Linked DNA regions of Mus musculus: regions 1, 2, 3, 4, 5 and 7 are each linked to region 6. Evidence: chromatin contacts called from public HiChIP or PLAC-seq and promoter capture Hi-C data. All regions are on one chromosome and are shown on one strand. The core of a region is the stretch at or near the end of the contact, and the rest is flanking DNA. Distances in the headings are between cores, read along the strand shown.

Region 1 (3,504 bases), core at 210-2,709, 2.9 Mb before region 6:
AGTGCAAAGGCTGCAGCGTTGACTGGGTAGGGCCCTGAAGGCGTCGTTAAAATTAAGCCACCTAAGTGGACCGCGCCGCACTGGACCTAGACCACCAGTTCCGACGCGAAGGGAGAGGCCGACATGCAGAGAGCTCGCCGCCTGAGCTCTCTGGCTGAGCCATCGAGCTCCCCGCGCACATTCGGGCTAGCAAGAAGGCGCCGAGGTATCCCGGCTCAGGGACGCCCCGGGCCCAGCTCCCTTCCTCTAAGGGACGCTCCACCACCCCAGACTCTCAGTTCTTGTCGCCTTCTCGCTGGGCCCCGGCCCGTGGCTCCCGCGCTCCTCGCAAGCGCAGCATCTCTCGGAGCCCGCCAATGTGTGTCTGTAGCCCCGTTAGTGGCAACGTCCTCCGTCCTCGAAAAAGAAAGGAGGCCGGGTAGCGCCATCAGACACCTTACCGGGCATGCCACCAAGTCGCCAGGGCTTTGGGACTCCTAGAGCACTTGAGGTTGGAGCCTAATTAGAGTACCCTTGGAACCCGCGCTCTCAAGATCAACCGGTCCCCACCTAGAGAAATGTGGAAGGGTGGGGGATAGGGGACAGGAGCCCCAGGTTCTAGAAACAGGGTCCAAGGCCTCCTCCCGCCCGGACCATACAGCGTACCCCGGGCGCCGGCCGAGGGCACCGCGGAAGAGAGAAGGCTCGTGGACACCACTTACTTGGAGTTCGAGGAATTCCAGTAGATAGGCTCTAAAACTATCGATCTGGAGATCGCAGTTCTGCACAAAACCATCAAAAGTCCCCAACAGTACTTCCACACAGAGTCCCTCCTGGACCGGGCCATGGCCATGCCCAAGCCGCTCCCAGTTCTGCGCACTCCGGGACGCGTTGGGACCGGCCGCGGGCAGCGACCCCCAATCCTCCGGGGCGGACACGCCGCGCCGCTCCCGCGGTCGCCGAGGCCAGGTGCGCTCACCCTGCGCGTCCCTCAGCGCGCGGGGTGGGGTCGAACGCGCGGGGCGCGGCGGCTCGGCGGACTCGGGGCTCCGGGGCGCTGCGCCGGACGCAGCTGGGACAGTCGGCTCCCGTGCGGCTCCAGGGTGCCGGGCCAGCCGCGGAGGGCGGGCGCGGCGAGGGCACTGGGCCGGGACAAAGGCCCGCAGCGGAGAGACGAGTCGGTGTGAGGCGGCGGGTGCTGCTCCCCGAGAGGGGCCGCCTGACTATAGATCCAGGACAGCGGGCAGTGGCCCGGGCAAGCGAGCGCCGCGTCGGCGCGGTTCCATGTCCTGGAGCGCAGAGATAAAGGGCGCCTCCTGAATCCTCGCAACTCGCGGCCACTAAGCAGTCAGGAGAGCACTGGAACCCCCGCAGGCGTCTGACGCGCGCGGGCCTTTGTGTGCGGGGAGGGCGCCAGGACCCGCTCTGCGCGCAGCTCCGCGATCCGACCGGTGCCTCTGTCCCCGCCGCGGAGAGTCAGCGCGCCGGGCGCGCTGTCAGAGCACTATAAACGCGGGGCCCCGCCCAGTCAAACGCAGCCCATTGGCTCGCCGCGCCGCGAGCGCGCGCTGATTGGGCAGCATTCCCGTCAGTCTGCCGCCCCCTACCCGACACTGGGCACCCAGAGGTAGGGCGCCCCTGACAGGTGAGCCCCGCCCCCAGGACGAGCCCCGCTGGGCGCCGGGCACAGGGTTGGTCGCCTCTTAGCCACTCGCACCAGCAGGGTCACCTCGCCCGGCAAGTGCCTGTGCTGGCGAGTGCCCTCGCTAGGATAGGGCGAGACGTGGTGGACGCAGCGTTCCGCCTTGTGGCGCTCGCTCCCTGCCGCCCCTCGCGCGTATGGCGCCCTGGTACTTGGCGGATCCCTCTGAGCCATTAACTGAGGGCCTTCTAACTTGATTCTGGCACCAAGTGTTCCGGCCCGGTCCGACGCAACTCAAATCAGACTCTCACGAGGCTGAGAGCCTTAGCAGCCCACCGGCAGTGCGAGCCAGTCTGCCGCCCTTCCCGACCCCGAGACCCAACTCCGTGCGCCCGCTCCCTTTCCGGTCCTCTCCCCGCAAGAACAGCGCCTCCAAAGCTCCACTACCAACGTCTGGGAGGACTTTTCTTCACTAGCTCCCGGGACACCCCGCGACCCCACAGTGGCCAGGAAGTTAGGTGTGACCCGGACAACTATCAGTCAGAGAAGTGGCAGTTGTGATACTCGGTTGCTTGCCCAAGACCGATTTTGAAAAACTGAACCACGGCTGTGACTTCTACGGATCCACAGCGCCCACTAGCGCCCACTTTTGCCTCTCCGTACTTCAGAACAAGCCTACCGGTTACAGGATCAAATCTTAAGGATCCAGATATTCCCAAGTCGAAAACCACTTGCTTAAGATGCCCGTTATCAGAGAGAACAAAGTAGGTGGAAGGCACAGTCCCATGTACAGCCCATGGCCCAGCAAAAATTAACCACGTCTCTTCTTACAATGCTGTCCATCAATACCAGAACTTCTTCAAATGGAACTAAGCAGTTTCCACACCGATATCTTTAAAAACAAGCCCCATGATTTAGTTACTAACTACTCCCAACACCCCCCCCGCCCCCTTCATCCTTCTTTAAAACAAATTTCGAGCTTTAAAAAGTGTTGACTTTCAAAAACCTTAATGTAAGTTAGTGTATACTGCAACTACGAATTGGTTTGGAAAAACTCGTTTAAGACCAAAACACAATGTATTGAACACACCAAAATACAGCTTTAAGAAACCCTTTTCTGTAATTACTATTTTTAACTATGCCTGCAATATGATTGTGGGTGGGGAGATGGGATTCACGCTAGGTTAAACAAGGGTTACACACACACACACACACACACACACACACACACACACACACACACACACACACACAGAGTAATGTTTAACTTCCTGACTGAAAAAACTGACAGGAGCTGCTATTTGACCTTTACTGGAGAAGAGGAAAAAAGGGCACTTGTTTTAACCCAGCTTCTAAAAATACCATTTTCAGTAAGCCAGATACCCTAACACTCAAGGCATTTTACTTTGGGGACAACGTAAATATACTTTAAAAAAAATCAAAAATAATCCTGTGTGACTTCTAAAGGGGACATGGAGTCAGTAACTGCACACATATCATTTTGGTCCTCAACTGTTTATCCAGTCATTTAGGAAATTAAAACATAACCTCAAGCCATTTATATTTAACATTACATTTGTCATTATCCCAGGCAAATACAAAAGAGAACCATAGAAGAAATCCTAAAGCACGGCCACAGCAAGCATGCTGCAGTGTCTCTGAGAAGAGCTTCGTTTCACAACTAAATCCTTGGATGCTTTGAAAACAGGACACAACTCTATGCCAAATGACAACAAAATCTGAGGAAGTCGCTGGTTCCTAAAGCTAAGGATGCTTCTCAGTCAATAGACTTGGGAATTTTAAAAGTACAATGTATTACAAAATATAAATGATTTCTTACAGAGTGGCAGCAAAGCTGAAATTTCACAAAGAACAATCTATTA
Region 2 (3,444 bases), core at 844-3,343, 2.1 Mb after region 6:
ATCAAACCCAATCCAGTTGCTACCGATGTTTTCTGCATTCCAAAAGGCGAACCCAACACACATCTGTGCTCAGACACAGAAGGCAGGATCTATCTGCAGAGCTATGTTCCCTGCATACTCCATCCAGAGAGGGCAGGATCTATCTGCAGAGCTACTATGTTCCCTGCATACGCCATCCGGAGAGCACAGGGCCACCCCTCTTGAGCAGCCCTGCAGGTAAATACTCTTGAGAAAAAAAATGATGAGGAAAGATAAGGCAGAGACGCCTCTACCCAACCTCACTCACTGCCACCATCCCCCTATGCAGTCAGAGGCAATGAAGGCTCCAATCATACCCTTATTCAACGTCTAGCAACGGAGGAGGGACCTTCTGACTTGTCCCCTCTGCTGCTCCCCTAGTGAAGACCCGATTCCGGCAGACAGACTGAAGTCTTTCCTTCCCTCCTGTCTTATTTACTATGTCATTCTGGAAAAGAAATCCTCTTTGTTTGAATGGAACTAAAACCTTTCCCTGTGTGCACAGTAGCCGATGCTAGGATTGAAGCAAGCACACTGTACTGAAAGGGAAAGAAAGTCTTGGACCCTTCTCACCAACTGACCTGATTCTGCCCCAGCAGTATTCCACAGCAACCTCCCCAGATCCTTGAGCAAAAGGGCACAGCACCCCTGGAGCCTGGTGGACTCACTTGGTCAGAGGATCTGGCTGAAGGAAACTGAAGCTGGCCACCCTCACACAAGTAGTCTTTGCCCACAGAGGACAGAAAGCAGCCCCTTTCCTCAGATGGAAACTGACAGCAATTCCAGGCATAAGAGCAAGAGAAATCCCTCCCGTGCCCTCTGCTCCAGCCCAAACACCACATGCTCTCCGCAGCGCTTCTGAACCAAAGATCAAACTGTCTCGGGCGATGATTCAAAAGCAAAATAAAGCGGACAGGAAGCAACACGCTGATTGCGAGTAGCTGGCATTCTTCAGACAGCATCGAATGTCATCAACAACTGACACCAGGCTGTGACTGTTGCCACCCACTAGGGGCCTTTTCACATGGGAACAGGCCAGTAATGTGGGGCGCAGTTCAGAGGGAAAAGACTACAGGGACGGTGCACTAGGACCCAGAATTCCTTCCAAGAAAATTGGCCCCTGCCCAGTGTGTTAATGACTTGATGTGTAACGGTCACTTCAGAAAACCACTGTAAGGAAGTAGACTCACACGTCACTCACAAGATAAAAAACAACTGGGAAAAACGAAATCTCCAGGTTAAAAAAAAAAAAATCAGGAAGTCCTCTCCAGGTCTCTCCAGTTCCACTTCACTCCCCGTTCCTAGCGTTGCTGCCGAAGTCCCGACCAGCCCAGAGCAGCCTGAATGCCAGGCCTGCCGGCCACAGCTCCCACGGCCAGTTCTCAATGAAAGGAGGGGGAGGTGCTGGTGGCTCCATCACCAGGCCTGCAGCGCGCAGACACCACACACACACACACACACACACACACACACACACGGTCGCGCGCGTGCACGGCCTCGAAGCCTGCAGCAGCCGAAAAGGTGAAGGGGCGCCCCCTCCTTGGGAAATAAGTTCCTGCGCACAACTGTGGAGAGGACACCAGGAGACTGACATCAGTAGACCCGATCCCTGAAGTGGGAGCACCCAGACGGATCCGCGCGTGCTCGTGCATGTAAAGTCAGGCGCCTGGGATCTGGAGCGGTGCTGCGCACACGGACACACGCAGGCAACCACGCGCGCTCACTCCCACAAACAGACGCCCCCTGATACAGGTCCCTCCTCCCCCGCAATGCCACGGAGAACCGGGCAGTCTAGGCGGAGAAACACGAGGAGCCGGTCCAGCCCGGCCGGATACCAAGAACAGGGGTCTGGGGAGTTGCCCACGCCACCGCGGTCCTCACCAATCTTGATCCTCACGCTCTGGAAGACCCGCAGTCCCTCTTCCTCCACCGCCATGCTGCTTGTCGACCTCGCCAACGCGCGAGGGCCCGGCAGCGCGGCCGCAGAAGGGGGACAAGACAGGGGAAGAAGCCGGCAGACGGAGCCGAGCTGCGGATGCCCCCAGAGCCCCGCGCGCTGCGGTCCGCGCTCTGACCGGGTGCACCGCCTCGCGCCCTTCCATTGGCAGAGCTCGGGGGCGGGGCTGCGGGCGCCTTCCTTCGCCAGAGCCCCGATCTTCATTGGCTAAGGCTCTGCATGGGGTGGGGTAGTACGACTCCGCCTACTGTCAAACACTGCATTCCATTGGTCGGGTCTGTAAGGAGGCGGAGGCGGACTCTAAGGCGGGATCGGAAGGGACTTGCCTTGGAGTGCCCCTGAAGCGGTCCCTCTTCACAGCCCTCGCTGGTCCGGTCTCTCTGGACCTGGGACAAAGAGAGATCGTGAGTATTGATCTGTGTTTTGACCGCCAGGTCCCGTAAGACCGACTCGCACTTAAAATCTAAAAAGCTATATTCAAACAAAAGGTATGAAAGGAAAAGATTTCCTCTAGCCCCAGCTTCAGCGACTGAGAAAAGTGACACCTGCCGATCGCTCTGGAGAAATCAGAAGGTGATATGCTGTCAAAGTGAGGGCAAGTGGACCCTGTGCCCAGCAAGCAGTCCCTGCTTACCCTGTGGTGTGCTTGGGCAGCCTCAACGCGGCCCTTGAATTTAGCATTCCAGAACCTTCAAACCTGGTGCTTACTGGCAATTTGATTGGTATGCAACTTTAGAATTGTTGTATCTCTACAACGATACTGTGAGGTCCTATCCCCGATCCCTCCACTAAGTTTTTCCTGCAGCTGGCATAACTCCCAGCTTTCCTAGAGGGCCAAGAGCTCTAGTCCCTCGTTCCTTATAGTAGTCACAGAAGTGTCTCCCAGAGGCCCTGGTGGGTGGGGAGTGGCGGTAGAGATAGCCTCTGCAGTGGGTTTGAAGGAGGCCTGCCTTTCGGTAGGACTGAAAACGGAAGTGGCATCGCTTGAGGAGTCAGGAGGCTAGGTCATTGATACACCAACTGAAAGGTGTGACACAAAAATCCCTTGGTGCTATACGGTAGCTCTCTCACCAGCAGCCAAAGAGCAGAAATACAGTGTATAGGCAGGACACCCAGGAAGGTGCTGGAACTCCAGAGAAGCTGATTTGGAACCCTCCAGAAGCTGCTGTGCCATAGACAGGCTCTGACTGGGAAGAGAGGGAGCCGCTCTGGGTTAACACATCTAAAACCCTGAATCTCCGGCTCAGGAACTCAGCTTAGTGGTAGAGAACTTGGGTAGGAGGCACATGACTGGACAGGGATGGGGGTGGTGGTGGGGAAGGACACAAAATCACCAAAAGACTGCTTTAGCTGGGCTGCTGTACTGTGATAAAGCACCATGACCAAAAACAACTTGGAAACCATAAATAAATAAATAAATAAATAAATAAATAAGATGGGGAGGGGAGAGGTGGTGATCTCAGTGCAGG
Region 3 (3,589 bases), core at 796-3,295, 2.2 Mb after region 6:
CATTTCCCCCTTACATTGCTTCTTATCAGGTGATAAAGTGATTAGTGCAAAAGCTAGCGATAATAAGTTCCAGCCAGAGCACAGGCTAGAGCCACAGCAAGGAGACACTGACATCCCGTGCCCAATGGCCAGGTAGAGACTGAGGTTTATCCCAGTTAGTCTTTAACAGGTTGGATGTAGAGGCACATCCATACTGGGAAGGGCCTCTGCTTTACTCTGCTGGTTCAAAATCAATCACATCCAGATACTCCTTCCCAAATAAACTTAAGAGTATTGCTGTGCCAGAGCAATTAAGAGCACGCAGTGGTCCAGTCCTTGAGTATCACAGCCCCTCAGGCAAGAGATAAAGGGATTGCATCATAGCTCAACCTACTCTGATGGATACAACAAGAAACATTCAGGTGTTGTTGACACTGGGCCACAAAGTTTATCCTAGAGAACTGCACAGTTGAGTTACACACAAAACAAACCACATACGAACCTCATAGTGTTTTAAGGAAGTTTATACTATTCCCTTGGGCCACATTTATAGCTCTCCTCTGTCACATGGGACCTACCGCCACAGACTGGAGAACTCTATAAAACATCGCAAAGAACAAGGTGGCTTCCGATGAAGAAAAGCATTTAAAGTATCCTCGTGAGCCAAGCACGTCTCAGAATGAAATATTGTACCTCTCAGCTTGCTTGTAGAAGAGGAGATATATTTGTAATTACACACACAGACAAAGTACAGAAAGGATGCAGAGGAGGATATGCTAGGTAGGATATGTTAGGTAGGATATGCTAGGTAGGATATGTTGTAGTCGCTACATCTGGGAAGACAAAGGAAAAGAGGAACTCCATAGTGTTGTTGTAGGCTTTACAGAGAGATCATGGGAAACTCAAGACAATTCAGGAAAATTCACTGCAGACAGGAGAGGCAGATGGGGCTCCTTAATATTCTGCAAGCATACACTTGTGCTTCGTACTGTCGTAAAGAAACCTGCAATGCATTCTGCAAATAGCTCAACACATACACACTGCTAATCGTTTGTTTGTCCCAAGTGTCTCTCCAGGAACAATGAAGGTCTCGGCAGCCTGGGACGGTGCAAACCCAGCTGCACAGAGCAATAACAGGAAGAAGTGCAGGAGACATACGGAGACACAAACCAGTATAATCTCAGGAGTAAGGCTGACCCTTGACCAGAGGCAGTATTAAACTTTGGAATAATTGCCTTTGTTTGCTCTTTATAAGGTTTTCTTGGCTGGAGATGAGATAAAAAGACGGGGTGTTAGAATGTTAATCCGCTTCTTTCTCAGATAACTAGCTCTCTGAATAACATCTGACTTAAAGATTAAATTCCTGTCTTTGATGTTTACCATCTGTGGTGACAGCACAAATTTCCTTTATAAAACAATTCTATTCGTAAAATGAATGAAAACAGCCGTAAATATGGTCAACTATGCCTTACCACACACCCGCTTCAAGTCAATAAGTACGGTTGGATCACTACCTACAAATGGAGAAGACAGGAAAAGTGTGTGTGTCCTTAAAATATTACCCTGTCATACATATGTGTCATTCACAGAAAAGGATGCAGCCAACTGCTCACAGGGGTGAGAGCAGAACATTTGAGTGGTACCAGTCTCTATACTTTCAAAAGGCTGCACAGTGCACAGAATGGAATTTTAAGAACACAAAATACCCTGTGTGGTGATGGACCTCTTTATTTCCAGCACCCAAGGAGGTGTGTTTGTGTGTGTGTGTGTGTGTGTGTGTGTGTGTGTGTGTGTAGGAGTCTGAAAGTAAGAGGCCAGTCTGGTACCCAGGGACAGCTCTGGACCACCCAGGACTGTAGAGAGAAAAATTCGATCTTAAAAATATCCGGTAGGGAGAAGGGTAGCTATAGAAGCGTCTCTTCCACTCCCGGAAGGCACGGAGTCCCGCTAGATCCCTTTTCCCTCCCGGACAAAGGCGAACAGGTTAGGACTAGGAGCTGGCGCCCAAGATCGCCACGGAACCATTAGAGTGGGCACACACCCGACGGGGGGAACGCTTTTGCACGGGACTTCCGGGGTAGGGCCTGTCGGAGCGGAAGTGCCGTGTGGCGCGCGGGGTCTGGTCCGGGCGGTGGTCGGCGGGCTTGGGTCCCTCGACACCCCGGGGGCGCGCGGAGGCTCGAGAGGGCGTCGGGTGCCTGCCCTGGCCTCGCGGCCATGAACCTGGAGCCGCTGCGCAAACGCGTCCGGCAGTACCTGGACCAGGTGCGCGGCGGGGGGCCGGACGCTGGGCTTCGGGGCGGTGGGGCCCGGCGGGGAGCGCGGCCCCGATGGCTCCGATCCTGCGTGGACTGCGGGAGCAGGGCTGGGCTGGGCTGGGACGGCTGCACTGGGACCTTGGAATCTGGCCGGACCGTAGGACATTTGGGAGGATTTAGTTGTGTTTCTTATTGGACAGAATACTTGGGAAGACAAGCTAGCTGTCTCCAGTTAGGACTGGAAACAATACCCCGTGCTGGATCTTCAGCCTCCGCGCTGCTCTCGAGTGGACAAGCCGGGACTATTCGAGGGAAGGGGTGTCTCTGGGGTCCACGTCATTGTCATGTCATTTGGTTTTTTGCTAAAATGCTTGCTCTCCCGATAAATGGGAAACGGAAGAGATGCTAAGTGAATGAGCCAGAGGTTTGCACTTCGCTGGAAGGCTGCGTGCTAAGGGGCAGTCGGTTTGTGATTATTTTCTTTGGCACTGAGATGTAGAGAGGACAATGTGGGCCTCTTTTTTCACTCTGGGGGCATCTGTTCAGAGCAGATTCTCGGGTCCATAAGACTTTCTCCTGGCTACTCATTGGGCTACCCTGTTCTGACTATATCCTGAGGAACTGAGGCAGAGGCAGTAAGAGCTAGGGATCAGCACTAACCAGGACAGATTCCTGAGTGTCTTTCCGCTGTCAGATTAAGTGTTGTTAGAGTTGACTACAGGGGGCGACATTGCCCATGACCAGTGACTGTTAAGGGTTATGGGTTTAATTGTGAAATATTTGAATCTAGTGCTCTGCTAGATGCTACTTTAGGATTCATTTGAGCTTGTGGGAAGTGTTATTACATAAATGTCAGTATCAGAAGTTCTAGATGACTGCATTTCAATCGCTTATGCACTGTTTTAGATACTAGCTGATACATTTTTGGTAGTGTATGAGTTAAACTGCTATCTTGAATTGTATATATGAAGTTCTTACGGTAATGACGACCTAAAACTCACACTAGCTGAGCTGTAAAATACAGGTGATTGGTGGGCCCCGTGCTACATCTAAGAACGTGTTGTAGTGAGTGGTGGATTTGGTGTGTGGATTTATATTAGTCGACTGTGGGGGCAACAGCAGTCACCCTGTGTTTGCTTTTTGTATGCAGCAACAGTATCAAAGTGCTCTGTTTTGGGCAGACAAGGTAGCTTCACTCTCTCATGGTGAGTGACATGCAATTTATTTCCCCTAATTAATCTCTAGAAAGCTCCCCATGAGCCTCTGACCACTTGTGTAATTTTGCCCCTCAGAGGAGCCCCAGGATGTTTATTGGTTGGCTCAGTGCCTTTACCTCACAGCGCAGTACCACC
Region 4 (3,966 bases), core at 1,302-3,801, 2.2 Mb after region 6:
GACTAGTAATTTTGTCTGGCCTTCCTCAGTTTTGCCCAGTCTTTTCCCTGCTATGTTAGCCATATTTTTCCAGCTTTCTTTCTATCCTTGTAATATTATGTTGAGAAATGCATACCTTGACTACCTATTTATTTTAATAAATTTAATTTTCATTGAAAATATTTTTTTTATATATTTTGAACATAGTTTCCCTAAAGCATTCTCAGCTTGCTTGTTTATACAACCCAGGACCACCTGCCCAGGGATGGCACTGCCCACAGATGGTTGAACCCTTCCACATCAGTCATTAATCAGAAACCTGCCCTGTGGGTCAGTCTGATGGAAACTAGTCCAGGTGACTAGTTTGTTTCAAGTTCACAAAAACTAACCAACTGGGGTGACCTCTTAACTTGACACATACATCACCATTAAACAGTAACCTTTCCTTGTTTATCATCAAGATGTTAATACAACAATATAAAGTATAACCTTCAAAGTTTCCATCTTTAAAAACTTGTTAAAGTTCAGTGACACTAACAATATCCAGTCTTGTAACTATAGTCTCAGAATCAAGTAGTTATTCCAAGAGGGAAGAAAGAACCAAAGCACAGTTAAAAGTGGATCAAAACAAAAGCAAAATCCAGTAATGTAAATAATTTATAATCTAATGTCTGGGACTTACTCATGATCTTCCGGGCTCCAGGGGACTTGGGCAGCTCCATGTCTCAGGCTGGCTCTGCCATCCACAACTCACAGCTTGTCTGGTAGGCTTAAGTAGGCTCCACTCCTCACCTGACATGGTCCTGCAGTCCTAGCATCTCCAGCATGCTGGAGTTTCTACTGCCTCTCCTGGCTCTTTCCAGTTTCAATCTCAGCTCATTTCTGTGACCTCTTAAATCTTGCAGCGTTCATGCCTACACAATCAGTTCCACTATGTGGGGTACACATTACCAAGTCAGGTTTCCTGCTTGAGATAGCCTTGACTGCATCTGGACTGCAGTGTCTGTGTGCTGACCTTTAGGAAGTATATCCAGAAAATTGCACTTTGATGATGCTGGTCTTATTAATCACAACTGATTCTTCATCCCCAGCTAACCATCATTATTTGTCCCAATAAAGGTAGATTCTTAATCCAAATATCACAAGAACATCCCTGGTATCCCTCTGATACTTCATAATGTCTCTCTTCTTTCAATGGTATCTTTCATGTTTCCACAACTCATTACACTCTGAACACTGACCAAAAGCAACTTGTGGGAGGAAGAGATTTAGTTCCTCTTCTAGCTCTCTGGTCACATCCCTCAGTGAGGGAAATCAGAGAAGAAATTCAAGTAGGAGTTTGGAGGCAAGAACTAGCAGGGCCACAGAGAATGCTTATTGGCTTTATTACAAGCAAGGTCCAACTGCTGTGGGACCCTTTCACGTCCATTAGTCAAGAAACTGTTCCACAGGCCAATCTGATGAAAATAATGCCTCAACTCTTTCCTCTTCACAACCAAGTGACTATTTTGAGTCAAGCTGACATAAACTAACCAGCAGTTTGCCAGACAGGTGAAAGGGTGTTGGGTCAGGCACACAGGAGGACAGTCAATGGCTTTATCTTTAAGGGGGCAAAAGCCAGCCCGAGATAATTTTGGCTCCAAGCTTGTAATGTTCCAACTTTCTTCCATTGTGAAGTTACTATCCATCGACCTTGTACTATCTTAACAACTGGGTATGGGTTGGTTTTTCCTGACAACTCGTCGTCCACATTTTTATCAGCCTCTCACACGTGTGTTTTCTTCCTAATAAAGGTTAAGAGGCTATCAGAACTTCTGGTCAGTGTAACTGGTTATTCCAAACTGAGCTGGTTCAAGTGATGGGCTCAGTCCTAGCTTTCTTTGCAACACGAAATACTGGAAAACCGCTCTTGCCCAGGCTTTTATAGAACTCTCGATGTTTGAGGCCTGTTTGACGCAGACCTAAACGGTTTTGAGTCTTTGGCTTATTTAAAACGTCACATTTCAGGAGTGCCACGATCGATTTCTGAAAATCTCTCATTCTCCTTTACCATTAACGTAGGGAGAATGGTGCTATACATCATTGAGCACATGGGAAAACTGTATTGTTCGTATATCTGCTACAAATAAAATAAAAATAAAAAGCCAGACGCCTTTAATCCCAGGAGGCAGAGGATCTCTGAGCTCCAGGAGAGCCAGGTCTACAGAGTGAGTTCCAGGACAATCAAGGCTACACAAAGCCCTGTCTCAACAGAGAAAACGTGTAGGAGGGAGGCGGAGGGCAGAGTGGGGCGAGGAGAGCGACGGGTTTACTTTCGGTACTGTCCCAGTGACTCCGGGTGGACCGGGGGCTCCCAGTCCCCACCGCAGGTCAGCAGCGCACGGGACGTCCGGAGTGAGCATCTGCTCTCCGCGTGGCTGGCAGCACCGATCTCCTTCACCGTCGCCGCCGTTCTAGGACGTCCGCTGTCTTTTAAAAACTGCCGCGCTGCCCCCTACAGGCGCGGGCCAGCATTGGCACCGCCCCTTCCCTGTCAGGGCCGGGGAGGGGACACTGAACACCGAATTCCAAGGGAGGGGCTGCCTAGTCCTCGCGAGGCTTCGTTCTCGCGGAGGTGGCGGCGGCCGGCCGGCCGGTGGGGATGCGCTCGGAAGAGGGGGCCGGAGGCTTAGGCGCAGCCCTGGCTGCGCGGGGCCCGAGCTGGAGGGAGAAACTATCGAGCTCAGAGACCCACTGCCGCCGCGAGTCACCGCGGAAGGAGTCGGCGGCGCCTCCGGCCCCGACCCTAAGTGAGAGCGGGGCCGGCAAGCCTCGCGAGGAGAAGAGGACAGCCCTGAGCAAGGTGGGGGCGGGGCCCGCAAGTCTCGCGAGAGGACGGCTTCTAAGCCCCCCGGTGGGCGGGGCTTGGGGAGGGCGGGGCGGGTTGTTCATCTCAGGGGCGGAGCCTAGTCTCCGAAGTGATGCGGGCTGTTGCGAGCAGTCTGGACTAGGATTAGCGAGTCGGGGTGGAGCTGGGGAGCCGCGGTCCCCCGAGCTCCGGGGAACCTCAGGCTGAGTGGGCGTGGCGGGCGGCAGCACCTGAGTGAACGCAATGGTCATCCCAGGTGGTCCTCCGGCGTCTGCCCCCGGGCCTCACCAAAGAGCAGCTGGAAGAGCAACTGCGCCCCCTGCCGGCGCACGATTACTTCGAGGTGGTGGCTGCGGACCTCAGGTGAGGGCTGCTGCGGGACACCCACTGGTGAAGGATGGAGGACCCCGCGGGCGCTCGCAGTTGCAGTCCCCTCCCAGCTGTCAGTGCACGCCCACGTTAGGAGCGGGCAAGTCACCTCGTCAGCCCGTTACCATGCCTTCCTCGGCGTAGCTTTTAATAAACTGTATGATGAGCAAAACCGGACTGCATCCCTTACACACGTTGAGTCTGGAGTGTTTTCCCTAGTGAGGGACCAGTAACTGAGCCCTGAGAAGTGGAATCTCTCATTGCTTGCACCACCACCCAGCCAGAAGGTTCCCTGCCTGTGGGGATGCGAGCAACGCAGGGCTGACCTAAGCAGCAGATGTCAGTGCCACAGGAATTCGTGGGTTTTCCACGATACTTATTTTTATATCCTTTTATGGTATTCTTTCTCATTTGTGTCATATACGCTTTCCTTTGGGATACCAATTTTGTTTTGTTATTTTTTTTAAAGTCTATTCTAATAAAAATATGAATAATTAAATGGGTATCCTTTGAAAAACCACAGGTGGTTTTCAGGTGGCTGAAGTTTAGAAAAATGGCTAAAAGAACAGTGTGCAATTACTCGGTGTGCAATTCCGGTCCCAGCTTGTAACTTGCACCCTCTGTACGAACAACAGATTTCTCTAAACTTCTGTATTCTTTGTGAAATGGAATGGAATCGTTCCTACCTGTGAAAAGAGTTGTGTGTGAGACGGGGAGAATGATTTAGTTTTTCCTTGGTACGTGGTCTGACACCCATTCAAAATACAGCA
Region 5 (3,786 bases), core at 951-3,450, 2.9 Mb before region 6:
TTTCCCTCTCAACTACACTGCCTGACAGTCTGGTCTCATTTAAAGCAACGGAAGGTAGAGAACAGTTGCAGTAATAACACTATAAACCTGACAGCTAACTCCAGTGCTTTGCCTGTATCCCACACCCAACTGTACGAATACAAATACTCAATACTTTTTCAGTCAGTTCCTTTTCCATTCTTCCTTCCACTTTGTTCTCTCAGGGAACCAGGAAGACAGCTTACTCCTTTGGTCCACACACACCCTACAGGCCTGACAGCCTCACCATCGCCTACCCTGCATTCCTGATGAGATACTCCCGCTGAATTTACTATAGTATTACCAGCCATCTGAGCTAGAGCATGTCAGAAGGAGCAAATCGATCATCTTCCTATCAACTGACCCTGGCACTTATTAAAGGTTCAGTAAACTAGCTGAATGAACTAGCCAACCAATATTTGTAAGCAAACTACTTTCCCTCACTCCCAAGGCACCATCTCCATTGTCTTTTCAGTGTATTCTCTGCAAAACATTAGACCACGTTGGAGCAGTGTCTAGTGGATATGGAGAATTTAGTATTAGCATTGGCTGCCAGCCCTGTCCCTTTCCCTTCTCAATGCTAATGGCATAGTTGAACACAGCTCTATCGATGTTTCATTTCATCCTATGCTGTCCACGTGCAATGTGATGACTCCTTTGTTTTCACGTGGAGAACTGTCAACTGTCACACACAACTATGTCTATGTTCTACTAAGCTACAGGCTTGTTCCAGATCCTAACAGGATTCTATGTGGCCAAGGTGTACTGAGAAACAGTACAAGCCAAGACCCCAGTTCCACTACAGTGCTTCGCTGTGTTCAATCCCTTACCTCCCTCCTAGGGGCTTCTGGAAAACCTGCCTACCACAAAAATCTGCCTTCTATTTTTTTGCAGAAAATAGAAACCCCTACACAAGTCATATACACAAACTACCTAGTTCCTGCTTCATAACCACTTATTCAAGTCTTCAGTTAATTACTCCGGAAACGATGGCTGGCTTAACAGGGAACACATATGCTTAGTATTATTGCTCCACGTGGCTGGGGCGGGGGGGGGGAGGGGGGCTGGGCACATCTTTTTTAAAAAAGTACTTCACAACGTTCAAGTTTACTCTGGTTGGGTCATCAACACCTACTTTCACATCGAAAGCCGCCTCACTCAAAACCACGTGATCTTCCCCCAAATTTCAAGTCCAGTCCCCTGATGGGAACCGGTTTTGCCCTAAGTGAAAAATTCGGATAAGAGCGCTCTGAAACTAGAAGCATTTAGGCGGGCAAACAGCAGGGTCAACAGTAGGGTCAAGCATGCTCACTAGAGGGGCTGAGGCCAAGACAAAAAAGAGAGGGGCCGGAGAGGCACCCCGGGTGTCCGCTGCAACTTTGTGCATCTGTCTTTGAACGACCGTATGAAAGGAGGTTCAGAAAGGGCCCACACTCTCAAGCCGGGCGCGCCCCGGGACGGACCCCCGCACAGGTGCCCTGCGCTCCAACGCCTCGGGCCCGGGGATCCGCAGCCCCGCCAACCTCCCGCCTCGCGCCCTCAACTCGGACTTCCGGGCCGGCGCTCCCGCCCCACCCGGCCCCCGTGAGCGCGCCCCGCGCCTCCAGCCGCGCGCCCCTCACATTTTTCGCTGTCGCTCGAACTCCGCCTTCTTCTCCTCCTCCTCGCGCTTCTGCTTCTCGTCCAGGCTGCTGCGCTTGCTCACCGTGCGCCCGAAGATGTCGATGCGGTCGGGCGGGGACGAGGCGCGCTCCCGCTCGCGCCGGGATGCCGCCGCGTTGGTGGAGCGCGAGCGGGAGCGCGACTCCCGCCGCCGGTTCCGTTTGCTCTCCCGGGACTTGGAGCGCTTCCGCACCCGCTCCTTGTCCCGCGAGCGCGAGCGCGAGCGGCTGCGCTTCTTGTTGTGCTTGGAGCTCTTGGTGTGCTTAGAGCGGGACGAGCTCCGGCTCCGCGACCGGCCCATCCTCGCGCCGCGCGGCGCCCGCCGCCTGTCGCCCGCTGCCCGCCGCAGGCCGCCCCCTCGCCGCTGGGAAGCGCGGCCCCCCGCCCGCGGACCCTCCGCCTCGCCCCAAGCGCACCCGCCACGCACACGGCCGCCTCCGCCGCGAAGGCCTAGCAGGCCCGGCCCGGAGTCCCTAAGATGGCAGCTGTGGCAGCACCGGCCGCCCTTCCCACAATGCCCCGCGCCGAGCGTGCCGGCACGAGCCCCGCCCCCTGACGACGTCGCCTAGGAGGGCCGGCGAATGCGGCCGAGCGCGCTCGGCTCTTTCCGCCGCTGCGTGGCAACTAAAGAGAAGAATGCTGGCCAGCCTTCAGGTCTTTAACTTTCACCTCAACAAGACCCACGAAAACCTTAGGAGTTGGAGAATATTTATGATGAGCCTTGGCTGAAAGACAGGATAAGGCCCGAGTAATTGGGAAAGTCCTGTTGTTTCCTTAGCCAGCATTGAGAATGTATCAATTGTGAGTTGGATGTGGTGGTACATGCCCAGAATTTTAGCCCCTAGAAGATGGATCAGAAGGACCAGTTGTCCAAGGTCAGCCTTGGCTATTTAGTAAGTTGGAGGCCAGCTGGGGTTGCACACATACATACATACATACATGCATGCATACATACCAACCAGAACAATTAATAAATTGTTAATAATTTATTGTAAACAAACAATAAATTAGAACAATGCCCAGAGGAGTCCCAAGTTTTCTTAAGAATGTATATGTTAGAGCCAGTTAAATGCTCTTAATAAAGTTTTATTTAAAAGGTTACAGTTTTGTGGATTTTGCCAGCCTGGACTACATAATGAGCTCAAGGCCTAGTCCCAGAGAGCAATAGCTCTCTTTAAAGACATCGAAAAGAAAAATGGGTAGTGGCCTATCTCAATGAGTCTTTTAGTTTTTGAGCTGCTATAGCAAAATACCAATGACTCATTATTTTATACCCAAGAGAAAGTTGTTTCCTACAGTTCTGGAGGCTGAGAACTCTATTAAGTAGTGGATCTGTTTGTGCTAAGGATTCTGTCTGAGCTTCCAGCAGGAGACCTTAGGAGGGGAAAAGAATGCATAAGATAAGGGTTCCCTTGTAAACATCTTAAGAACACTAGGCCAAAAAAACCCCAACCAAACAAAACACACACACACAAAACACACTAGTTGCATTTTTTTTTAAACCAAAGCCCCAGGGCTTACTCTCTTTCCCAAAGGGCCCACCTTTTAATGCTGAAACATTGCATATTAGGTCCAATTCATGAAGTTTAGAGGAAGGGTTCTTCTGGAGGTTCAAAGGCAGTAAGGATTCCACTCTACCTCTCTGTATGTGTGTGTATGTGTAGGTTTTTTTGAGACAGTTTCTCTCTGCAGCCCTGGACAGCTCTGTGGTCTATCATGGAACTAGCTTTGTAGTCCAGTTTGATCTGGAATTCAGAGATCTGCCTGCCTCTGCCTCCCAAATGCTGGGATTAAAGGCGTACACCATCACCATCGTAGCCTCATTCTTTCTTTTTATGTGTGTGTGTGGTGCTGGGGATGTAACCCAAGGTCTTTTTTTTTTTTTTTTTTTTTTTCTGAGACAGGGTTTCTCTGTGTAGCTGTCCTGGAACTCACTTTGTAGATCAGGCTGGCTTCGAACTCAGAAATCCGCCTGCCTCTGCCTTCCAAGTGCTGGGATTAAAGGCATGTGCCACCACTGCCCGGCATAAACCAAGGTCTTGAGCAAGTGCCCTGGCCCGTACCACCTTCTTATGAGAGTTGAGTGTAGTTTCCCTCCAGGCTCCA
Region 6 (3,731 bases), core at 444-2,943:
ACTAGGGCTGAAAGCAGTTGGTTCTGCTAGTAAAAACCAGCACCAGACAGCCAAGCGAACTTCCTCCTGCAGAAATGCACTGCCCTGTGCTTCAGAAGCAAACGACCCAATCTGAACGATCTAACTCAACTGACAGTCTCTGGCTGCGTTATGACCCTCCACAAGACTCTATTTAAGATATACAGCGTTGGAAATGTCGTAGATGTCACGGGGTTGCATGGAGTACTTTCACACCTGCCGAAGGGGGTAGGGCATCACAGTGTTTCCTGAACCTGTTCCAAATCCTTTCCAATTACACCCTCTAGTTCTGAAGCGGTGAGTCTTGTTCTGCCGGAGGATGAATGCCTGAGGCTGAAACACGGCAAACTCCAGATGGCTGAAGGCTGCGAGCTGACCCGGCGCAGCAGACACCGCAGGCGAGGCAGAGCGCCATCACCAGCCCTGCGCACCTGAGGCCACAGCAGCGGGTCCACCGCTCTCGCCCAGGCGGCCGAGCAAGATTGAGGACCTGGGACTCAGAGGGGCGAATAGGACAGCCGCACCACAGTCCCAGCCATACAAAGGCGCGAATGTGGCGACCACAGGCCAGGCTCCGCCCCAGGGCGGTGCCTAGGCAGGAAGAGGGCGGGACCGCCGGGGCCCGTCGCCTAGGCAACCCCTCGCTCTGCCCGGGCTTTTCAGAAAGCCCTAAATCCGGCAGCTGTGGGGGAAGGGCGGGATGGGAAGCTGAAGGTTGTGCTCCCCTGCGGGAAGCACACTGCGGTGCCCGCTGCCAACTCAGTGTGACGAGGACATGGGCAGCCTCAGATGCGGCAGGGAGGGGAAGAGCTAGTTAGGATCAGAGAAGAGCTGCTCCCGCCAGCCCGCCCACCGTAGATCTCCGCGCTGAAAAGAGCACCCCTCGGGGGCCCCTTTGTCTCCAGGCCATTCTAAACCCAGCACCGGGAGGCGACACAAAGGGACGATGGGGGCGGAAGGCGCAGGCGCGTGGAGGCGCCGAGGATGCTGGGAGTGGTGGTCCCTTTGCGTGTCGATAGCTGCCCTCCCGCGCGGGTCCGCATCCATCGCCAGGGAGCTGCGCCTGCGCGTCCACTTCCGCCTCGCTCGGCTCCGCCCGCTCGTCCCTCCTGGAAGAGGACAGCTCTCTAGTACTAGGCGTGCGGGGGGCGTTGCCGATCCCACCACACCTCCTTCTCGTCCAGATTGGCCGCAGAGGTAAGAGTCGCAAGGGGATTGGCTGACGCCGTTGCCATTTCTGTTCGGGGGCCCTATTTATACCGCGCTAGGAGGCGGGGGAATGCAGTTAACCCAGCGGAGGGTGGCTCTTCTCAGGTTAGTCGGTTTGAAGGCAGCGATCTGGAGGCTCGTCCGGCCCCGGCGTGTCTCGAGGAGCAGGCTAGCACCCCGCGGTTCCCGGCCGGCGTGCGGCTCCGCCCAGTAGGTCCGCCACCGAGTGTCAAACTCCTAGTAAAGTTTCGCGTCGCCGGTCTCCCCTGCCCAGGCGACCCCGCCGCTGTCCCCTCGGCGACCCTGGCCCCCAGCGACAATGACAGGCCACGCCCCCGCGCGGGCCGGCCTCGCGGCCCGCCGCCCCCCGGCCCGGGACGGTGAGGGGCGTGAATGCGGTGGGGGCGGGGCCGCCTCCGGGAGGAGGGGTGGCGGGGCGCATGCGCGCTGCGCGCGGGGCTGAATGTTTCCCAAGTGTTTGAAACTGGTATTTGGGTTTTCCACGTTGGACAAGTGCGGCGAGGCGGGCGGCGGAGCGCGCCCTTCCCGCAGCCGGCCCCGCTCTCTCCGCTCTCCACGCTGGTGGCGGGTGGGCGGCGGTGGCCGGCCCTCTTTGGGTGTGTGCGCGCTAGTACGCACGGCCCCCCGCGCCGCCCGCCGCCCGGGAGGGGGCCTGCACGGCCGGCGGGGTGTGCGCTTGAGCTTCGGCCGCCGCGGCCCGCGCCTGCAGGCGCCGGGGTCCCCGCGGCCCCGGAGGCGGCGCGGCAGGCGCCAGATGTAGCCGCCGGCCAGCCCGGCCGGAGCGGCGGGGGGGCGCGGAAGGGCGAGAGAGCTTTGCATTTTGCAGTGCTGTTTGAGGGGGGCGGGGGGTGGAGGAAGCGGAAAGCCGCCGAATCGCCGGGGACCTCCGGGGTGAACCATGTTGAGTCCTGCCAACGGGGAGCAGATCCACCTGGTGAACTATGTGGAGGATTACCTGGACTCAATCGAGTCACTGCCTTTCGACCTGCAGAGGAACGTCTCGCTGATGCGGGAGATCGACGCCAAATACCAAGGTACGGCGGGTGATGGATGGGCGGGGGCGGCCGCGTCCATCCCTGGGTCCCGGCGGCGAGGCTGACCGGTCCTGCTGGAGCCGGAGCGCCCGGTAGCGTCCTCGGAGGGCTAGGAACAAAAGGTCTGGAGCGCCTTTGATACGCCGAGGTCCTTGTGTACCGAGCTCCGGGACATGGAGAAGGAAGGAGCGCGAACGGCTGGCTGCAAGGCTGCGCGACCAAAGCGCTCTTTGTAGTGAAGTGATGAGGCGGTGCTGCGGGGGAGGGGGCGCGGGGCTCGGCCGCGTCCTCGGGGAGGGGGTGAAGGCGGCCGCGCGAGGTGGAGTGCTATGCGGGCGCCGCGGCCGTAGGGCGCGGGCACCGGGCTAGAGAGAGGGCTGCGGGCCGTACTCCGGCGGAGCTGAGTGCGGGTCCGGAGAGTCGCCGCCTCCCGCCAGGTTCTGGTTCTAAGTGTTACATAAAGTACTGGGCAGTCCTGACTCGGGGTCGCGCGATCGCCCAGGCCCTGCTCTCCTGGGCCCTCTCTTGGCTCTGGACAGGGCTCCGGGCCGACTGCGAGGGGCGCCGGCGCGGTGTGTCTTGGGGAGGAAGAGGGTGAAAGGGAGGATCGCAGCCGACTAGGTGTACGACTGCGCTGCGATCGGTGGACGCGAGCTGGGCTCTGGCTGGAGAGGAGCGGGGCAGGTGAGGGACCTGCAGCCCACCCGAAGACCCGGGCTGCCCAGAGTGGCGAAGAGGCGGAGCCTGCGTGCCCGCCGGGAACTGTTGGCTGTTGGGGAAACTTTGCTGTGAGGTCAGGGGGCTCTGTTTTGAACGTGGATGGCCGCTCGGAGTTTACTCTTGTTTACAGAACTGCGCAGCAGGGAAACGGAAGAGTTGGGGGTGGTGGAGGGCCACTGCCCAGCACTGCATACAGAGACTTGCTGGGGAAAGCGCCCCTGCGCGCTCTATCCGAGATGCAGCTTCGCAGCTCGGTTTATAGGAGAATCATTAGCATATTGCGGAACGTTCCGCCTCTGCGGCCCTTTGATTGGTCGCAACATCCCCCGTGGAATGTCCTTATCATTGTGCTACAGAGTCATTGGGGGGCGGGCAGTATGGGGGCGGGCTTTGCTCGGGACTCGCTCCAGTCTGTGTTTCCGCTGTCTGCTTTTTTTTTTTTTTTTTTCCTCTGGTAGAGGGCCGGGCGGAGAGAGGAGGTGAGTTGATTTGAATGTCTTCGGGTCGCCCGTCCTCTGGCCTTGGGTTGGCTCCTGTCGCTGCTGGGGCGGGCCACCGTCGCTGGCTCTGCGCGCTGATTGGTGTACCTCCTGGTCTCCGCCCTCAGCGTCGTCGACTCACATAGGCTTCGGGCGGGGCGGGGCAGGGCGGGGCGCGCTTCCTGAGTCTCGTAGGCTGGAGTGGATCGCGGCCACTTTCCGGCTGCGAGGCTATGGCGGCGGTGGCCTC
Region 7 (3,804 bases), core at 549-3,048, 2.5 Mb after region 6:
GGGTTCTGTGGCTCTACAGATGGGAAGGCTATCAAAGAAAAACTGCTGCTCACATTTCCTTACTACCCCTGTCCTGTGGACTCAAACTTTCTGGGCTGGGGCTTTAGGGTGGAACGTTATACTATTTATAATATTTTTCAGGTCCTTGGTATTTCTCTTTGTCCTTCAAACACGAAGTCTTCTCCCTACACATCTGCTGCTCTTTCTCTGCAGGCAAACAAAGGAACTTGCTGCCTCGTTCTGCATGACATCATGTGGGTAACCAGATCAGTCAGGTTCTTCCTTTAGGCCTCCTTCTGTGGTCTCCTCTAGCCATAGCAGTGTTAACGCTGCCCAATCCAGACACTGCGGCTGGCCTGAAGCTCTGATCTAGGTCTCTTTCGGTATCTTATTCATTACCAAGCTGAGTCTTTCCTAGAAACCTTTCTTCCCATCTCTCTCATGCTTTCCCTCCCTCCTCCATCCCCATATAACCACCATGAGGCATCCTAGCTGGCCTTCTCAGGCTTAAATGCCTACTTCCAGGTTTATGTTTTGGGTTCACAAGCCCCACTCTTTGGAAAACACAGTATCCTTCAACTATTTACATTTTACCTGATAATTCTGTCATATAGTCTCTTCAACAGAAAAAGAGACTGTTTTCAGAGAGTAGTTTAGTGTCTGATTAAAACGACCAAAAGCTTTCCTGCATTTTACCTTAATTTACTGAGGTTAAAAAGAGTCTTAAAGTTGGCGAGGTGCTTTATAGATGATATAATTCCTTGCATTTAATGCCAAGTTTTGAAGCATCTCGAACATAGAAGGGAATTCAAGAAGAGAAAGCACAGGGTGTGGCGTCAACCCAGGAAACAGCTGAACCTATAAAGTGTTTGTATCCTCTTCCTTGCAAGGATTAGAAAAAGGTTTTGCTGCTCAGTAAAGAACACTTATGTTCATCTTGAAACACAACATCAGATCAGACTGTTTTGAAAGGGTTATATCTGTCCTTTCTGATCCCTGAGATCATCTTACTTCCAACCCCCCCCCCCGCCCCACCCCCATAAAGTTTGATGAAACTTAAGTCACTGAGGCTGAAGTGGAAAGTCGCTAGTTAAGGATGGGGACTATACTAATTTGTTCATGGTTTTCTTGCTTGCAGAGAAATTAGTTTCCTGCTTTTTAAGCAGATACTTATTAACTATATACAGTTGCCACTAGCCGTCTCCTCCACCTCCCTCCCATTTCACAAGAGAGAAGCATGTTTTAAACACAGAAAAGTCTCATATTCTCTACTCCTATCACATGAACTGCACTTCAGGACCTCAGGGTACTAACCCAGAGATGACTGCAGGCCTGGCTGCCCTAGGTAAAGGCAATCCTCCAGACTCTAGGTCTTGTGTCCTCCACCCACCACCCCAATCCCCATCCCCACGCGCCAGCTCCGCCCCAGCAAAGAAGATCCCAGAGTCCGGTGAGGCCTCTGCTCCACTAGTGTGGTCCAGGGAGAACGAAGGCCCCTAAAAGCTGCGACAGCGCCAGACCCAGCCAGCAGGAAGGGGAAGCCACCACAAGAAGGGTACCTCAGGGCCCAGCATGTCCCATCTTGCCCTAGACACTCAAGGTCCCTGTAGCCCCTACGATCCCTCAGTGCTCAGGGCCATCAGCCTACCACGTCCGCCACCCCTGGGTATCTCGGATCCAGTCTCCGTTCGCGTTCCGCGCTTCCTGCCTACCCTGCTTCCGAAGAGAAGACATACTGGACCCCAGCCGGGATCTCTGGCCCCAGCCGCCACCAGTCGCGCGGCGCTTCCGGATTCCTCTCGTGTAGGCCCGCCCACAATATTAGGAGTGCCTAATCCGGACCCGAATTCCCCGCCGCTGGATGTCAATCATCCATATTCGGGGGCGGATTGGTTCGTATGCGGCCCGGGCGTGGCTTAAACTCTGCCTCTAGGAGCCTGGCTCTGGAGCCTGCGCGGAAGGCAGACGGCCTGAAAGCTCTGCTCCTGTGGTTTGCGGTTTGCCCCTGTGATGGACGTGGGCCAAGACACAGCTGGGGACAGTACCGGCTCTGCACACTTGCGGAACTTGGAGTGCAAGCTGGAGAAAGGTTGCTGAGGAGAGAAGGAAGGTCTGGAGGCTTGAAGCAAGGCAAGGTTCCCCAGACACCTGCAATCCGTTCCGCGCGCCCCTCACCACGTCTGCCAGTTGTACCGCTGCACGGCTGGAGATGCTCCCATCTGTTTCGCGTCTACGAATCCCTCTCATTGTGTCGTCTTCCACTTTGCTTTTAGACCAGCTGTGTTACCGCGCTGGAGCCCTTGTTCCCTGTTGACATTGAGTCTTCACCCTTGAACTGCGTCTTCAGAAACATGACTGCCAAGTTCCTACATGGTCTGCAAGCTGGTGGTAACGTTCATGAAAGGTCAGATAGAGGAGCATGACCAAGAAGACTGTAAGGACCATATTCCAAAGAGATGGGCTCTTTGAAGGGAAATAATGCAGGAGCAAATGATTTGGGTTTCATCTTTGAGAAGATGAAAGAGGAAGACCTGATGTTATGAAGAGAATGCTCAAAACATTTTTAGAGCCTATCTAACGCAGGTTTGGATCTGGAAGGAGAGAAGGCGCGCGGTTGTTGCTATTGCAGGACTCTCTGGAACACTCACTCGGACATCAGTGAGAGTAGAAGCGAAGAGATGTCGCAGATGGACTCAAGCCAGGGTTGCTCCTGAAAGGCTTGGTTGGGCTCCAGTCTGTTGTTTGCGTTTTATACTCTAAAACCACAAGGTGGGGTGGGCAAGCAAGCGAAATTTTACAGATGCCTAAGAGGCAGTCAGCAGGTTGTTAAGGGTAACATAGCCCAATGTTTCTGCTATTTCTCCAGGTCGTTATGTTCCAAGTAGCCAGTAAAGACATGCTTGTCAAATAAGCAGGACAAGCAGTGCTTTGAATAAGTCATGAAATGAATCAATAAATCAGTATTTAATAATAGGTCTCTGCTGCTTTCTTCTACTTTACTGGTAAAGATCATGGAAGAAGCAACTTCAAACGGAGATGTGTAAAATTGATGCATTGAGCTTCGAAGTGAAATGACCCAATGTAAATGTCAAGGAAGTGGCTTCTGTCTCTCGGTTAAAAGGAGGTTGTAGCAGATGAAGCAAAAGTCCATTGCTAGCCCATTGCCATAAGGGAAATGTTGATCGTTAGCATCTGAGTTGTGACATAGAAGGTTGTGGGAAGAGTAGTCAGAGTGTGGATGTGTTTGCAGGCAAAGCAAAGGAAATTTTCTGACTCATCAGATTGGTCTGTGGTAGAAAAGTGAAAGTTTAGAATGGGTTCAGAGTTTTGGTTCAGAAGCTGAAAAGTTGGGGTTTCAGGATCATCATGGGGGGCCTTTGGGAAGCCCTTTGTTAACTTGTGCTGTGTGGCTTTCGATGCATAAACTTAGGAGATCATGGAGGGAACCAGCATGGCCACAATGGTGGTTAAGAATTGAGCCACAAAGACTTCTGGGCTTTGGAAAACTGAGAGATGAGGAGACCTAAGACTGACTAGAGAGGATGACCAGTGACAACTGTCCTGTGGCCACGTCAAAGACGAGATCCCCTGATTCACAGTCGTGTTTGTTCAGGGCAGATCTTTACCACCTTTGGAATCCTAGGCACAAAAGCCTGCCGGTTAAGGAAAACAGAAGGTGCTGGATGTGGACCACCACGCCAGCTTCTACACTCCCAAGAACTCCAGCAAACACCAGGATTCCTGTATCACGCTCAGTTGACCACAAGCACCATTCACTCAGATGCCAGGCTAGCCATGTGTGAT

Evidence for each region. Promoter capture Hi-C pulls out the DNA fragments that hold promoters and counts their contacts. HiChIP or PLAC-seq counts read pairs in DNA pulled down with a chosen protein or histone mark. Capture Hi-C pulls out chosen DNA fragments and counts their contacts.
Region 1: a contact with region 6 is called in an H3K27ac HiChIP or PLAC-seq map of thymic regulatory T cells, with 11 times the contacts expected there. The contact joins the promoter of Efnb2 here to the promoter of Ing1 in region 6. A contact is called at or near these places in 1 of 39 promoter capture datasets (liver) and 3 of 115 datasets of contacts at active chromatin or transcription factors (pro-B cells, regulatory T cell precursor and thymic regulatory T cells).
Region 2: a contact with region 6 is called in a promoter capture Hi-C map of pre-B cells, with 2.9 times the contacts expected there. The contact joins the promoter of Rasa3 here to the promoter of Ing1 in region 6. A contact is called at or near these places in 2 of 39 promoter capture datasets (liver and pre-B cells), 4 of 484 Hi-C or Micro-C datasets (B cells, CD4 T cells, CD8 T cells and 1 more), 1 of 115 datasets of contacts at active chromatin or transcription factors (thymic regulatory T cells) and 2 of 9 other capture datasets (adipose tissue and liver).
Region 3: a promoter capture Hi-C map of stem cell-derived epiblast-like cells shows a contact between it and region 6, with 4 times the contacts expected there. The contact joins the promoter of Cdc16 here to the promoter of Ing1 in region 6. A contact is called at or near these places in 7 of 39 promoter capture datasets (the 3T3-L1 cell line, the HPC-7 cell line, hippocampal neurons and 3 more), 1 of 484 Hi-C or Micro-C datasets (CD8 T cells), 1 of 115 datasets of contacts at active chromatin or transcription factors (thymic regulatory T cells) and 1 of 9 other capture datasets (adipose tissue).
Region 4: a promoter capture Hi-C map of liver shows a contact between it and region 6, with 4 times the contacts expected there. The contact joins the promoter of Upf3a here to the promoter of Ing1 in region 6. A contact is called at or near these places in 3 of 39 promoter capture datasets (the C10 cell line, erythroid cells and pre-B cells), 2 of 484 Hi-C or Micro-C datasets (CD4 T cells and embryonic stem cells), 2 of 115 datasets of contacts at active chromatin or transcription factors (astrocytes and double positive thymocytes) and 2 of 9 other capture datasets (adipose tissue and liver).
Region 5: a contact with region 6 is called in a promoter capture Hi-C map of adipose tissue, with 2.6 times the contacts expected there. The contact joins the promoter of Arglu1 here to the promoter of Ing1 in region 6. A contact is called at or near these places in 2 of 39 promoter capture datasets (erythroid cells and liver), 1 of 484 Hi-C or Micro-C datasets (regulatory T cells), 1 of 115 datasets of contacts at active chromatin or transcription factors (pro-B cells) and 1 of 9 other capture datasets (adipose tissue).
Region 7: a contact with region 6 is called in a promoter capture Hi-C map of liver, with 3 times the contacts expected there. The contact joins the promoter of Erich1 here to the promoter of Ing1 in region 6. A contact is called at or near these places in 2 of 39 promoter capture datasets (liver and pre-B cells), 1 of 484 Hi-C or Micro-C datasets (B cells) and 1 of 9 other capture datasets (liver).

What each region holds. Positions count from the first base shown.
Region 1 is chr8:8,659,783-8,663,286 of GRCm38.p6, forward strand. It overlaps Efnb2 (ephrin B2), which reads right to left and starts at 1,460. Exons shown (of 5, transcript NM_010111.6): 1 at 702-1,460. The coding sequence starts at 832.
Region 2 is chr8:13,675,494-13,678,937 of GRCm38.p6, forward strand. Rasa3 (RAS p21 protein activator 3) reads right to left here and starts at 2,094. Exons shown (of 24, transcript NM_009025.2): 1 at 1,900-2,094. The coding sequence starts at 1,954.
Region 3 is chr8:13,755,611-13,759,199 of GRCm38.p6, forward strand. Cdc16 (CDC16 cell division cycle 16) reads left to right here and starts at 2,046. Exons shown (of 18, transcript NM_027276.3): 1 at 2,046-2,244; 2 at 3,388-3,442; 3 at 3,530-3,589. The coding sequence starts at 2,197. The region is part of intron 1 of Gm46032 (a long non-coding RNA gene); the gene reads right to left.
Region 4 is chr8:13,783,064-13,787,029 of GRCm38.p6, forward strand. Upf3a (UPF3 regulator of nonsense transcripts homolog A (yeast)) reads left to right here and starts at 2,552. Exons shown (of 9, transcript NM_025924.2): 1 at 2,552-2,821; 2 at 3,084-3,190. The coding sequence starts at 2,621. Gm46032 (a long non-coding RNA gene) reads right to left here and starts at 1,993. Exons shown (of 2, transcript XR_001778519.2): 1 at 662-1,993.
Region 5 is chr8:8,688,337-8,692,122 of GRCm38.p6, forward strand. It overlaps Arglu1 (arginine and glutamate rich 1), which reads right to left and starts at 2,201. Exons shown (of 4, transcript NM_176849.3): 1 at 1,641-2,201. The coding sequence starts at 1,981. Mir7654 (microRNA 7654) reads right to left here and starts at 1,826; the gene lies at 1,757-1,826.
Region 6 is chr8:11,554,764-11,558,494 of GRCm38.p6, forward strand. It overlaps Ing1 (inhibitor of growth family, member 1), which reads left to right and starts at 1,694. Exons shown (of 2, transcript NM_011919.5): 1 at 1,694-2,282. The coding sequence starts at 2,147.
Region 7 is chr8:14,088,529-14,092,332 of GRCm38.p6, forward strand. Erich1 (glutamate rich 1) reads right to left here and starts at 1,799. Exons shown (of 6, transcript NM_001034862.2): 1 at 1,713-1,799. The coding sequence starts at 1,734.